4 separate regions of the Mus musculus genome follow, and regions 2, 3 and 4 are each linked to region 1. The links are chromatin contacts, called in public HiChIP or PLAC-seq maps. All regions are on one chromosome and are shown on one strand. Each heading gives the region's core, a stretch centred on a gene start, on an enhancer-like site or on the middle of the called end of the contact. The rest is flanking DNA. Distances are from core to core; before and after follow the strand shown. Region 1 holds the start of Pam (peptidylglycine alpha-amidating monooxygenase). Region 2 overlaps Pam (peptidylglycine alpha-amidating monooxygenase). Region 3 has its middle 71 kb from the start of Slco6d1. Region 4 overlaps Pam (peptidylglycine alpha-amidating monooxygenase).

Evidence for each region. HiChIP or PLAC-seq counts read pairs in DNA pulled down with a chosen protein or histone mark.
Region 2: a FOXA1 HiChIP or PLAC-seq map of pancreatic cancer cells shows a contact between it and region 1. The contact joins the enhancer-like site here to the promoter of Pam in region 1. A contact is called at or near these places in 3 of 484 Hi-C or Micro-C datasets (the N1E-115 cell line, embryonic fibroblasts and nephron progenitors), 6 of 115 datasets of contacts at active chromatin or transcription factors (astrocytes, bone marrow-derived macrophages, embryonic stem cells and 3 more) and 2 of 9 other capture datasets (adipose tissue and liver).
Region 3: an H3K27ac HiChIP or PLAC-seq map of VIP interneurons shows a contact between it and region 1, with 11 times the contacts expected there. The contact joins the enhancer-like site here to the promoter of Pam in region 1. A contact is called at or near these places in 1 of 39 promoter capture datasets (hippocampal neurons), 1 of 484 Hi-C or Micro-C datasets (cortical neurons), 7 of 115 datasets of contacts at active chromatin or transcription factors (VIP interneurons, astrocytes, embryonic basal ganglia and 4 more) and 1 of 9 other capture datasets (pancreatic islet).
Region 4: a contact with region 1 is called in an H3K4me3 HiChIP or PLAC-seq map of bone marrow-derived macrophages, with 2.4 times the contacts expected there. The contact joins the enhancer-like site here to the promoter of Pam in region 1. A contact is called at or near these places in 2 of 484 Hi-C or Micro-C datasets (the N1E-115 cell line and nephron progenitors), 4 of 115 datasets of contacts at active chromatin or transcription factors (astrocytes, bone marrow-derived macrophages and fibro-adipogenic progenitors) and 2 of 9 other capture datasets (adipose tissue and liver).

Annotation. Positions count from the first base shown.
Region 1 is chr1:98,093,802-98,097,102 of GRCm38.p6, reverse strand. Pam (peptidylglycine alpha-amidating monooxygenase) reads left to right here and starts at 1,457. Exons shown (of 26, transcript NM_001357127.1): 1 at 1,457-1,618.
Region 2 is chr1:97,917,014-97,920,246 of GRCm38.p6, reverse strand. All of the region lies in intron 7 of Pam (peptidylglycine alpha-amidating monooxygenase), which reads left to right. All of the region lies in intron 1 of Gm31771 (a long non-coding RNA gene), which reads right to left. Among named protein-coding and RNA genes, the nearest start is that of Gm31771, 7.5 kb to the right of the region's middle. Within about 2 kb of position 1,581, at least 44 of the 459 cell types and tissues checked have an H3K27ac peak or open chromatin away from gene starts, as enhancers often do. A contact at or near this core is called in pancreatic cancer cells, where this site is marked.
Region 3 is chr1:98,348,619-98,351,932 of GRCm38.p6, reverse strand. No RefSeq gene overlaps it. Among named protein-coding and RNA genes, the nearest start is that of Slco6d1, 71 kb to the left of the region's middle. Within about 2 kb of position 1,737, at least 15 of the 459 cell types and tissues checked have an H3K27ac peak or open chromatin away from gene starts, as enhancers often do. A contact at or near this core is called in VIP interneurons, cortical neurons and heart atrium, where this site is marked.
Region 4 is chr1:97,933,836-97,936,978 of GRCm38.p6, reverse strand. It overlaps Pam (peptidylglycine alpha-amidating monooxygenase), which reads left to right. Exons shown (of 26, transcript NM_001357127.1): 5 at 2,241-2,328. Among named protein-coding and RNA genes, the nearest start is that of Gm31771, 24 kb to the right of the region's middle. Within about 2 kb of position 1,833, at least 5 of the 459 cell types and tissues checked have an H3K27ac peak or open chromatin away from gene starts, as enhancers often do. A contact at or near this core is called in bone marrow-derived macrophages, where this site is marked.

The DNA of each region.
Region 1 (3,301 bases), core at 208-2,707:
ACAGAGAGCACAGAAGAGTGGCTATCTCAATGACACCTTGCTTCAAAAAGGGTTTTAAGAGCTTGTTTCATTTAGACCAGGGTAAAGAAATGACTTAGGAGCAATGCCAAAGATCAGCCCTAGTGTGTGTCGCCCTCATCAGTAAACTGAATCTGTTTCTGACGTCTTTTTATGACATTTAGTTTCTACAAAGAATTTCTTATCTCTACCTGAGAACCTAGGGTCAAAGGCTTTCCCTGGAATTTGGGTTGAGAAATAAAAGCTCAGACTGGCCTGGTCAACCTGATTTATCTCTGGCTCACCACTGCTGCCTGATAAGCTGTGATAGTCACTGAAGTAGTTTCCCTATGGAGAAATGGATTTTCTTTCTGGGAATTCCCCTGTGGCTTGAGAGCATAGCCTCCTTCACCCTAGCTCCCCCTTTCCACTGCATTTTCTTCATCTCATTCCAGGGACTTCTTCCACATCTTCAGTGACCTTCTTCCAATATCCCCCAATCCTGCCAAACAGAACTTCATAGATGGAGGCAGAGAGGAGCTCCTTGAAAAGACCAGCACTTGGTTGCAGAGCCACAGTAGCACAGGGATCTGCTGCGACAATAAGATTAAATAAAAGATATGGTGGAACTCTGGAGAAAGAAGCAGAGGACTTTGCACAGCAAGGGCACCATGAATACTCCAAAAGTCACTACACAAGGGGAGATTTAAATACCTGTTTCTATTAAAAGCTCTTCAATTGTGTGTGTGTGTGCGTGGGGGGGGGGGTGTGCAGATAGTAACGCGCAGTGACCAAACCTCTACCACACAACACTTCTGGCTTTTACTCATCCTGTCCTATTTCTCTTGCTTTAGGGCGATGCCGGGATGGGACTGGTCTGGTTGTCTTGTGTGCCAAAGCTGAGTGCTCCTCAGAAGCAGAAAGGGACAGCAGGTGGAGGTGGGAAGTCAGGAAAGGCAAACCTCTGGTCTTGGGGTTCTGGCCAGGAAACCGCATGCAACCTGTGTGTGGTTCGAATTCAGGGACCTGGCTGCAGGAGGTGACTTCGAATGGAATTACACCTCAGCTAAGGGTTCGAAACCAGCATCTTCTCTCCGGGTGCAGACCACCTGGCAGAGCCCCAGCCCAAAGGGCGCTGAGGAGGAAGGAGGTCCCTCACCCCCTCGGGAAGCAGCCCCCTATCCAACTCAGATCTCGTCCTCTACCTCTTTCCACGCAGCTGGCGCGGTCACCGCGCGGGGCTGGCCAGAAAGGACCCGGGACTCCGCCGCGTCCCAGAGACTATCGGGCCCTGGCCTTCTCCACGCTCCCCAGAGACCTTGGGACAGTGGCCACCCTCCGACCCGCCCGGGACTCCAAGCACCCGCCGCGCGCTCCCCGGGAGCGGGGAAGCCAAAGCCGGGCTCTGAGGGCTGGAGGCGGAGCCGAGGCGGGAGCCGCCCCGGGGGAGGGAGCGGGCGGTCCCGGAGCCCAGCGCGCGGCCCGGGAAGGAAGGAGGCCAGCAGCGGCCGCGGCCGCGTGCTCAGCCTGTCCCCGCCCTGGGACCCGGAGCCTCCAACTAACTCCGCCCGCCGCCCGCGGGCTCCCGCTTCCGTCCCGGGAAGAGCCTGCGGCCGCGCAGGTTAGTGTGGCCGGCGCCGGGCGCGGCGGGGAGAGGGTCGGGCGCGGGGCGGGGCGCGGAAGTTGGGCAGAGGCGGGGCGGGGAGCGGGCTGCTGGTCCCTTGGCTTCCTGGCGCAGGGACCCGGTGGGTTTCCTCCGGCGCGGCCGGGGTCCTGGCATCCGGCGTCCGAGCCTTCCTGGCATTCCCAAGTGCTGGGGTTGTCAGCACCACCGCGTTCTTCACCGGTGCTGTGCCCACTGTGGCACTTTAACTGCGCCCTCGCCTTTCTGGGCGCGTTTGTTCATTCGCCTTGGGTTTTTTGTGCCCCCCTTTTGGACAACTCTAAGTGGCGGTTGCGAAGCCCCGCGGGACCCCGAGTGGATCCTTAGGACTAGTTTGAGCGTTAGTAGGGGCCGCGCAGATTGACAGCTACGGACGTGGAATACCGACTGAGGCGCTTGAAGTGCTGGCAAGTGCCTGGAAGCATGGAAATTCCCCATCCTCATCGCCAGCCCAGCTCTGCTGTCTCCCCGCGGTTTTCTGCCAGCTTTAGAGTGTGTGTAATCCTCCAGGGAAGGGTGATTGCTCTGTCAGGCAGGATGGACAGTACCCACTACTTCCTATATTCACTAAATCTGGTTGGGTCACCTCATCTGTGTGGCCTTGGTACTCTCTTCCATCAGAATCTTTGTTGACCTGGACAAATACGCGTTGTTCTGTTGGCTGCTTAGAGCTTGCTGGGACGATTTTAGAGGGCTGTGTGGTGGTTTTGAGCCAAAGTCTTAGGCTGAAGCTCTGTGCTAGTGGGTCCCTGACCTGAGTTTGGTCCTAAAGCTGAGATTTGGTGACTTAAAGATGAATTTGGCCTGGAGCTCTTTAAGTCTGAGAGGGACAGCACCGCATTTTCTGGAACTGGTTAACAGAGCTGAAACTGTCCTTTATCCAGCAAACCCTATGTCTAAGCTATGGATCTCTGTTCCCATGGTTATAGAAATTCAACTACCATGAAGATCCTACTGGCCCCAGTCTTAGAGACAAGAACTTTTGCTTCAGATGTTTTGTTGTCTCTACAGTCTTGTTTCCATCCTACAAGTAAAATTAATTTGGGGGGGGGGGGACCTTCTTCTTTGTAAAGTGAATTCAGAAACTTAGTTGATAATCACAGACACAAGAGACATCGTTTAATGTCTTCTAACTACCTTATAAGGAAAACCGCCAAGAAAATCAGCTTTATACTCTGTATTAAATGGCTAAGGCCTGTCATTCTTATAGCCTAAATTTAATAGACATTTTCATGAGTCCCTGTATTATGCAATGCAAGTCTGCTGGGTGCTTTATAGAGCAAGACATGGAATATATTTCTTGCCCTTAAGGGCTTTCTAAACTAATTTAGTGACACCTATATCTTTATATGGACATCAAACATATTCTAACAGCAATACGTGGCTTGTAGAAAGTGTCAAGAAAGCTGTATATAAGCCCTTGTAGGTCATAATTTTGTGAGGCTGCCTCACAGAATGGAGTAAATACCAGGTTCACTAAGAATGTACTTTCTAAAACTAATGTCTCAAATGCCCAGGTTTCATCAAATAGACGCACATTTGGAAATAACTATTTTAGAGCAAAAGCAGCCAGTAAGACAGTGGTCCTAATGCCGGGACCCTTTAATATAGTTTCTCACATTGTGGTGACCCCAACCATAG
Region 2 (3,233 bases), core at 332-2,831, 180 kb after region 1:
TTTATGTCTGCTTATGTGTTTAGGAGGATTGTAAGGAACAAAGGAGACTATAATAAGAATAGGTTGCCTTTACAAAGAAAAGGCTTTGTAAATTACACCAAGTTTTGAAAAAAAATGATAATCGCTGTCTTTACAATACAATTTTCATTCCAAAAAAGAATCAGCATATTTCTCCTAAGGCTGTGCTCCTGAATGCTCTGTGCCCCCACCACATCAGCTGTCTGTCAGCAGGTCTTTGTGCACGCGGATGGACTCAGGCCCATATGAATTCCCCAAGGAGTCATTTATGTTGAACTAGGTTCTATGTAGGGTCTTTTACTTCTCTCCATAAACAATCAGAAGAGGAGAAAACAACATCCTCTGTTTATTAAAGCACATTAAGTACAGGTGTTATGTCTGTGTAACTGTGCATACAAGTACACTAGTGTACACAGTGTCAGTACTTGGATACACTAGTGTATACAGTGTCAGTACTTGGATACACTAGTGTACACAGTGTCAGTACTTGGATACACTAGTGTACACATTGTCAGTACTTGGATACACTAGTGTATACAGTGTCAGTACTTGGATACACTAGTGTACACAGTGTCAGTACTTGGATACACTAGTGTACACAGTGTCAGTACTTGGATACACTAGTGTACACAGTGTCAGTACTTGGATACACTAGTGTACACAGTGTCAGTACTTGGATACACTAGTGTACACAGTGTCAGTACTTGGATACACTAGTGTACACAGTGTCAGTACTTGGATACACTAGTGTACACAGTGTCAGTACTTGGATACACTAGTGTACACAGTGTCAGTACTTGGATACCAATGAAGTCAGTGAAGACTTTACCTTTGTAACATAAAAACTAGGCATATTTTATGTATATAAGTGATATGAACTCTCATGTATCACCCAGGAAATTTCTGTTTCCTACTGAAAAGTGGGAACATATTTGGCTTAAGTGAGTATTTTTCCATTTACAGAATTGACTTGTTTAAACAACAACAACAACAACAACAACAACAACAACAACAAAATAGGGCTGGAGAGATGGCTCAGTGCTTAAGAGCACTGACTGCTTTTCCAGAGGTCCTGAGTTCAATTCCCAGCAACCACATGGTGGCTCACAACCACCTGTAATGGGATAGGATGCCCTCTTCTGGTGTGTCTCAAGATAGCAACAGTGTACTCATATACATAAAATAAATCTTTAAAAAAAAAAACTATTTCAAAAAAAAGCAAAAAAAAAAAAAAAAAAAAAGCAAAACAAACAAAAAAACCTCCCTCAATGCAGGTGAAGTGCCTCCTTAAACTTGTGGGATCCTAGACAATCAGAGAATATAACCTTGAAGCCAGAAAGTCTGGGACTGTGATCTCTAGCAGTAGGGAAAAAGACAGGCTGTGAGCTCTGTGAGAGTATACACAATGGTTGTGTGCTTTGTAAATTACACCAAATATGAAGCGGTAAACACTCCATCTAAAAACAGCTGGCTTTTTTAAATGCCACTCACAGGCAGGCCTGTGCTGAAGCAGGATGTGCCGCCCTTCCTGCCAGCCAGTGTTTACTCTAGCACTAGTGCAAACACAGAAGTGTGTGCGCAGGAGGCCGCAGACTTCTCGGATGAGCACTCACTCCACCTTAGCTGCGTTCATTACAGTCCATAGAAACAAGGGGATACAGAATCTTTGGCTATAACTGTCCACAATGTAGAAGGGACACGTGCTATTTTTCAAGGGTCTAGACACATATACGGCACTCACTGTCCATCAGTGTTGTAAGCGATGTTCCTCCTGTGTGGTGGTTTCTGATCCCTGAGCAGCTTTGATTATTTACAGTTCAGCTGTGCACATCAGTCACTGTTGTGAGACATGTACTAATGATGCAGTGTTTCCTGTTTCACAGTCCTCAAAAGTACACCTGGACTTCCTACAGTTTAGCATGGTCTTGAGAGTATAGGTAAAGATTCGTTTTCCTGAGAGTGACGTGAGCTAATTCCTATATGCTAAATTAAAGAAATTAAATCTAGAAATCTTTTTAACTCTTCTTAATGTGAACCCTAAAAAAAAAAGTTTCTAAATTTCTGACTTATATGAGTAAAATTGGATCATACAACTTTCATGAGAGCACTTCAGGAATCATCATTCATTTATTTTTTTTCCCGCCTTTTATTGATTCTTTCTAAATTTCACATCATGCACTCAAGTCCCACTCATCTCTCCATTCCTTCATATTTACCCTCTACCTTTGCCAATTCCACCCCAAAGAAAATAAAAATATTTTTTAAAATCTCACCTATAAGCTACAGTGTATCATGGTGTGATCATTTTAAAATAGCAACATTTTCTAGAAAGCCCAAGTTTCAGCCCACTAAATACTATAAAACATTTTACATAGGGACCCTGAGAAAGCTCAGCATGTAGGAGCCTGTGCTGCCCTGGCAGAGACATGTAGATCTGTTCCCAGCATCAACATCAGGCAGCTTACAGTAGCCTGTAACTCTGTATTCAGCCTGACCTCTAAGGCATCTGTTTCATGTGCAAAGAGAAACAAGCACGCAATGTAATTAGGTAAAATTTTAAGTTAAAAAAAAATTGGCTAGATGTCATCACAGAATATATGATGTGTTTTTGAAGTTAAATCAGATATGGTGTGTCATATGCCTACTGTAAATGCCAATATGAAGCCTATTGACCATAACTGTTAACTCAAAATCTTCTTACCCACTCTGTACTTTTCTTCATGATTTTGGTGTAGCTTGCCAAACAGTAACTCTTGTGCTATGACAGTACAGAGGCTTTTGCCATGGATCTGGGCATATTGATGGAGTCTACTTGCTTCCCTCTTCCTTTGTTGTCAAACTACAACTTAAATGCTTATGTCATTTCCAATAATGCATTCCATGCAGGCAAAGATTAAGTACATGTCTTTATGTAATTTCCTGTAAAATAAAAGTATGTGCAAATAAAAGAATAGTTAAAAGAATAATTACATTACCTAATAATGTAAGCAGGTAAACGAGGGGACTGTAAAACAACCATGATCATGCCTACTTTATTATTTTAGTATAGTGTGTCTCTCTCTCAGGGTAGATGCATGTGATTGCAGCTGCCTTTGGAGGCCAGCAGAGAGCATTGGGTCCCTGTGAGGCACTCAATATGCTGAGAACCAAACTGGGGTACCCTGCAAGAGCAGCTCATGCTGTCACCCACTGAGCCATCCCTCTGGGCCCCAGTC
Region 3 (3,314 bases), core at 488-2,987, 250 kb before region 1:
TTATTTATTTATTTATTTATTTGCATTTCAGATGTTAGCCACTTTCCTGGTTTTCCCTCCACAACCCCCCTATCTCATCCCCCCCCTCCACCTGCTTCTATGAGGGTGCTCCCCACCCACCCACTCACCTCCAACTCACCACCCTAGCATTCTCCTACACTGGGCATCGAGCCTCCATGGGAGCAACCAATAATTAGAGGGGGTCAACTATTACTCACTAAAGGCTGCATAATGTGTTGGTCTGTGGGATGTCACATAGTATTCATAGTCTTGTGTGATGAGTACTATGTCTCTCTCTCTTTCTCTCTCTCTCTCTCTCTCTCTCTCTCTCTCTGTGTGTGTGTGCGTGTGTGTGTGAGTGTGTGTGTGAGTGAGTGAGTACATGTGAGAGAGAATTTGTGTGAATGTGGGTGTGGGGGATATGTGGGTGTGAGTGTGTGAGGATGTTGCTGTCTTTTGATATGCAAATGTGCATTCGTGCAGAGAAATTACTGAGAATGTGAGTAAAGATGATCCAGGAATAGACCTGTAAAGAAATTCTTAATTATGAAACTATTAAAATATTTTAGCTAGGAGGTATTGCAGCTGATTAGCTCTTTAGGAATTCCATTTTGGTTAAAACCTCTTCTTACGAGGGCTATAAGGAAAAAAAGAATTCTTCATTTTGATGTAATTCAAAATTTATTAAACATTGTCTTTTAGCCAGATGTATATTGTTTCCCTTGAGAATGATAAAAATCACTAAAATAAAAAAATAACAGGGACTAGGTCTGTTGCCTGGAAACACTTCACATTTGATAACCTCTCTTAAAATGTACCTTAGTCTTTATAAAATAGAAAAGCTAGATAGGAGGGGAAGGATATACAGAGAAGTAATACAGGTTTCTGCTGATACTGGTTTCTAGTTTCAGCCCTGTTAAATTCAAAGTCTCCTGCATAGAAAATGCAAGGAAAAGAAGCACAAAGTCTAGGTTTCTGCCCTTCAAACACAAATGAATTCCATAGGTCAGGAAAGTTTACACTGAATCAACCAAAGCATAGCTAATAAGGAAGTAGATTTGTTTTTCATCCACAGGACGAGTCCTCGATTCCACAGGTGGGTCTGATTTCTTTTTTGTGACTATAGTATAAATAATAGCCTCAAATACCAGGAAATTGCTTTGCATAACTGCCTAAGACAAAACTGGATCCCTGGTTTTGCATATTTTCTCAACCATTCTCAATGCAAACATAATTTGGATTGAAAATTTTGTTACTAAATAATTGAATCTAGAGAGACCCATTCCAAAATGTTCATTGGTGTCTTAAATATGTACTTTTTTTTCTTTTGCTTAGTGATTATATCAGCCAGTTTATTTGAAATCATGACGCCATTGAAGATACTAACAATGGAAGAAGGAAATAAAATTCTAGAAATACCTTCTAGGTATTAATGCGATGATTTTGTACCACCAGATGGCGGTATTTAGTTTTGAAACCATATTCGCCATACCACAGCCAAGTATTTAAAGCAGTTCAATATGAATGAATAACCTTGTCTTAGACAAAAGAACCATCACCAGAAGAGTCTAATGTCTTTTCTTTGTTCTAGTATCATCCATCTGTGCAAGCTGTCCCTTCCTTTGAAATACACGAAAAATTAACTATGTACAAAACCCACACTGGAGCTACAAGACAGAATGGGACTACAAGTGCCTGTATTTGGCAACAGATGGTTTGAAACTGAATACAATAATCAATAATGATGATGCCTTGACTACATGAGCAGCTGTCCTCCCCACAGCTCAAGAGCCTCTCATCATCCCTCTCCTGCCCCAACAGACAGTTATATCACCTAGAGAATGTTCCTTTGTCTCTTTCCTTTCTTTTCCTTTACTTTTGATTTTGCTTCTCATCTCCAGATAATAATCAACCTTCCTGACACAAGAGAGCAACACTTTTGCTTGTTCTCACACCTATACAAATACTCTGCAAACTGTTTTAAGCCTCTCATACCATAAGCACATAAACTTGATGATGGAATAGGTAGACTGAAGATCATTGAAATACCTGTTCAAGAAATTTTGTCTCAAGAATACTTATCTGTGTATGGCCTTAGAACAGGATGAGCTCTTTATATAAGCTTTGACTTAGAAGGAAAGGTGTTTGATTATTAAAGAATACTTGAATTTTTCTCTCAACTGATTACTAATTTCTTACTCAAGCCTTAAATCTTCTGATTAGTTATTTGTTTCTTTAGGAAATAATAGACTTTGTAAGTACAGTTTACAAATGTTAATCTAAAGAAATGTTTAATTTTCAAGTCTGTCTATTTCTGACATTTCATTAATTTGGGAGGAGGGGAGAGTGTCTTATTGCACATGTCATAGTGTATGTATGGAAGTCAGATGGCAACTTGTAGGAATTGGTTTGTCCTACATATCCTCCACATAAGCTCTCCAGGTGGAGGTCAGCTCTAATGGCAATCACATTTACCCACTGGGACATTATTTATTAATTAACTGCCATGGAATAGAAATGTATCTGCTTAGTAAATGACAATTTCTTCTTTGTTTATTAGATATTTTCTTTATTTACATTTCAAATGTTATCCCATTTTCTAGTCTCCCCTCCAAAAATCCCCCTATCCTCCTCTCTTCCCCCTGCTCCCTGCACCCACTCCTGCTTCCTGGCCCAAACATTTCCCTATACAGGGGCATAGAACATTCATAGGACCAAGGGCCTCTCCTCCCATCGATGACCAACTAGGCCATCCTCAGCTACATATGCAGCTAGAGCCATGAGTATCTCTGTGTGTTTTCTTTGATTGGTGGTTTAGTCCCAGGGAGCTCTGGGGTTACTGGTTAGGTATTATTGTTGTTCCTCATACACGGCTGCAAACCCTTTCACCTCATTGGGTACTTTCTCTAGCTCCTTTATTGGGGACTTTGTGCTTCCTTTAATGGGTGAGTATGAGCATCCATTTCTGTATTAGTCAGACACTGGCAGAGCCTCTCGGGAGACATCTATATAAGTCTCCTGCCAGCAAGCTCTTGTTGGCATCTGCAATAGTGTCAGGGTTTGGTGGTTGTTTATGGTATGGATTCCTAGGTGAGGCAGTATTTGGATGGTCATGCATTCAGTCTCTGCTCCCAAATTTTTCTCTGTAACTCTTTCAATGGGTATTTTGTTCCACCTTCTAAAAAGGATCAAAGTTTCCACACTTTGGTCTTCCTTCTTCTTGAGTTTCATATATTTTGCAAATTGTATCTTGGGTATTCTGACCTTCTGAGCTAATATCCACTTATCAGTTAGTGCATAATATGTGTGTTCTT
Region 4 (3,143 bases), core at 584-3,083, 160 kb after region 1:
CCCCCCTCCACCCATATCCCCAAGTGTCACACCCAAATTCTAGCATTGATTCAATGGTAGGAAATCTATCTAGCCCTCAAAAGATCATCTATCGAGATGAAGTTATACAAGATCCCAGGGAAAGCCACTTACAGATTTCCACACTTACATTTTTTTTTTTATTGTACGTTAAGCACAAAAGTGGAGGCTGGAGAAATGGGTCAACAGTGAGGAACACTTCTTGTTCTTTCCAAGGATCTGAGTTCCATTCTCAGCTCCCACAATGGGGCAGTTTACAACCGCCTGTGACTGTAACTACTGATCTTTGTAGGCAATTGAAAACGTGTGTCCTATTTACACAGACACACATAAATAAAAATAAAAAATGGACCTTGAATGATTCTTTGGAGGTTCTAGCAAGGGACCAAGTTACTCATATACTCTTGAGCAAAGACTGGTCCTCCTTTATTCTAGAGCAAGCAGCTTCAGCAGTGAGCAGAGAGGGAGGAAGTGGATACACACCTAGCCAACCAAATCAGCTGAAGTGACGCTGGTGATTCATGGGTTGACAGATGTCACAGTGAAGTCACTGTCACATCCTTTTCCCTCTTCTCTTGCTAACAAATTTTGAGTTTCTATGAATTATTAGCTGTTGTAACTTTCAGTTTACTCTTTACTTCCAAAGCAGCGTCCATCTCCTTGGTCCACTGTATTCTTTGTTTGAGAAAACAGATCCTCAGGTTATAGTAAGTCTGTCTTCCAGTCATCCTCTTTGTTAGCCTCATAAGTGGTGGCATTTGAGCTCTTATTTTCAGTGCAGTAACTGAAAAGCTTCTGGTTTGCTGTGAAAACTGCAGGTTAGGTTGGCAGAGAGCATGCTTGCTAAATTGCCATCTCCACAAGTCCCATGCCACAATTGGATATAGAATGTTTCCATTTAATAATACTCATGTCTTACTATGCTTTTGAATGACAAATGATGCTTCATTAATTTTGTCTAGGAGCCAGACAAAAGTGGGCAAAAGGTGCCCTAAGACACACATGATATTAGCTTAGCATTTTTGTATGCACTGGAGACACATAAACTTTTTTTTAAAGCTGGAGGTATTTTTTTTTCATTTCAGTTTGCAGTGAACTGTACTCTGAGATATAATTAGAAAAATATGCAGATATATTTCATATATCTACATCACAGGTAGCACTTTCAGTGAGGACAAAAAGGGACAAAAATCCCATCCATGAAAGGGAGGCTAAGCTTAATATCAACCATTGCTAATACAACCATGAAATTTACTTGTGTGTTCTGCATTGGTTTTTGCTTATTGTAGTATCTTCCATGCTGGTTTTGAGAGGAAAGGAGGATTGGGTTGCTAATAGGTGCTAGTATTTTTCACAAGTGCACTTCTGTTTTTCTAAAGATACATTTGCACATATGTTTTCCTTTCTGGGGAAATCTCTCTCTCTCTCTCTCTCTCTCTCTCTCTCTCTCTCTCTCTCTCTCCCTCTCTCTCTCTCTCTCTCTCTCTCTCTCTCTCTCTCTCTCTCTCTCTCTCAGGATTGGGTTGCTAATAGGTGCTAGTATTTTTCACAAGTGCACTTCTGTTTTTCTAAAGATACATTTGCACATATGTTTTCCTTTCTGGGGAAATCTCTCTCTCTCTCTCTCTCTCTCTCTCTCTCTCTGTGTGTGTGTGTGTGTGTGTGTGTGTGTGTGCACATGCACAGGCATATATGCATGCACTCCATGTGCTCAATGACTGCCATTGTGATTTAAGGTGATATAGATATGTTGTGAATCCTTCTGCTCATGTTTTGACCACTTGCTGTGACTTCTGTTTTACTGCATCATTGTGCAATGTTTTCTGGTACACAGCACTCTGCTTAAAGTGGGAAGGAAATCTATGGTGAATAAATAGCCTGGAGCTTTCACATCATACCCTTATAATGCATTCACCACATTAAAAGGGACAGTTCATTTTTAAATGTGTGTGTGTGTGTGTGTGTGTGTGTGTGTGTGTGTGTTAATAGCAGTCATCACTAGCCTGTTAATATTTTCTTTTTTCATACACAATAGTTTACTGTATTCCTAAATCAAATTATTAACTCATACTCACCTTAAGATATTGGGGCATTTTATCATGAAAGCATCAAAGCATATTTTTAAACAGATATTCGAGCTGTTGAAAGATGTGGTCTCCTCTGACATTGCCACATACGCATATAGCTTGTAGTCACATTTGTGTATTGTTTTCTCCTGACAGTTGACTTCAAGCCTCGGGCCAGCATGGACACTGTCCACCATATGCTGCTGTTTGGATGCAACATGCCCTCATCCACTGGGAGTTACTGGTAAGGATTGGCCGGCTCGCAGTAGAAACCTGTACCACATGTATTTATGTAAGGATTTTACAGGTGACAATAGGCACATAACGGTGCTCACTGACATCCTGTGGTTATCGTAATTATTTAGTCCCCTGTTCAGCATCAGCCTTAGTCACTGATTAAATGCTCATACAAAGTGAATTCAGATTATTGATATTCTGACATCAGTTTTTGTACAATTCACGTTTCCACCCAAAAAACACTGCAGTTCTGTTCATCCAAGGTTCTTTGGTCCCATTGGCTGTGCGAAGTTATCTGTAGGCATCATTTTATTTATCCTACTGCCTCTTTAAAGCAAGCATTTCTACATTTTACAGACAAGAAGCCAGAAGCTCAGGTGTACTAACTTATTCAAAGGATCAGCTATCTGGACACAAGCCATACATTAATATGTCTGATTCCAAAGTCCAAATATTTTCAATTTAACCATATTGTCCAGTGTTTATTTAAGTAACTATTACAGTTTTGGGAATGATTTTAATCATTTCTTTGAGCTTTCTATTGTGCCATGACTAATCAATAAACCATTCTTAAATGTCTATTCTAGAGTGGCAGAGGATGATGTGGGGGCAGTTCAATGATAAATGTGTTTTCTACACCCAGAAATGTATTCTATAATTATTATGTCTTGAAATTTCCCCTCTCATTGTGTTCTTCAGTGTCACTGAAGATCTGTAAAATCTGAAAAAAAATACCAATATATTCTAAGCTTCCTGCTTTTCACTGACACGTGGAACCATTGTCAAATATTTAGCAGTCCAGAATGACCGGCATGTCATGCC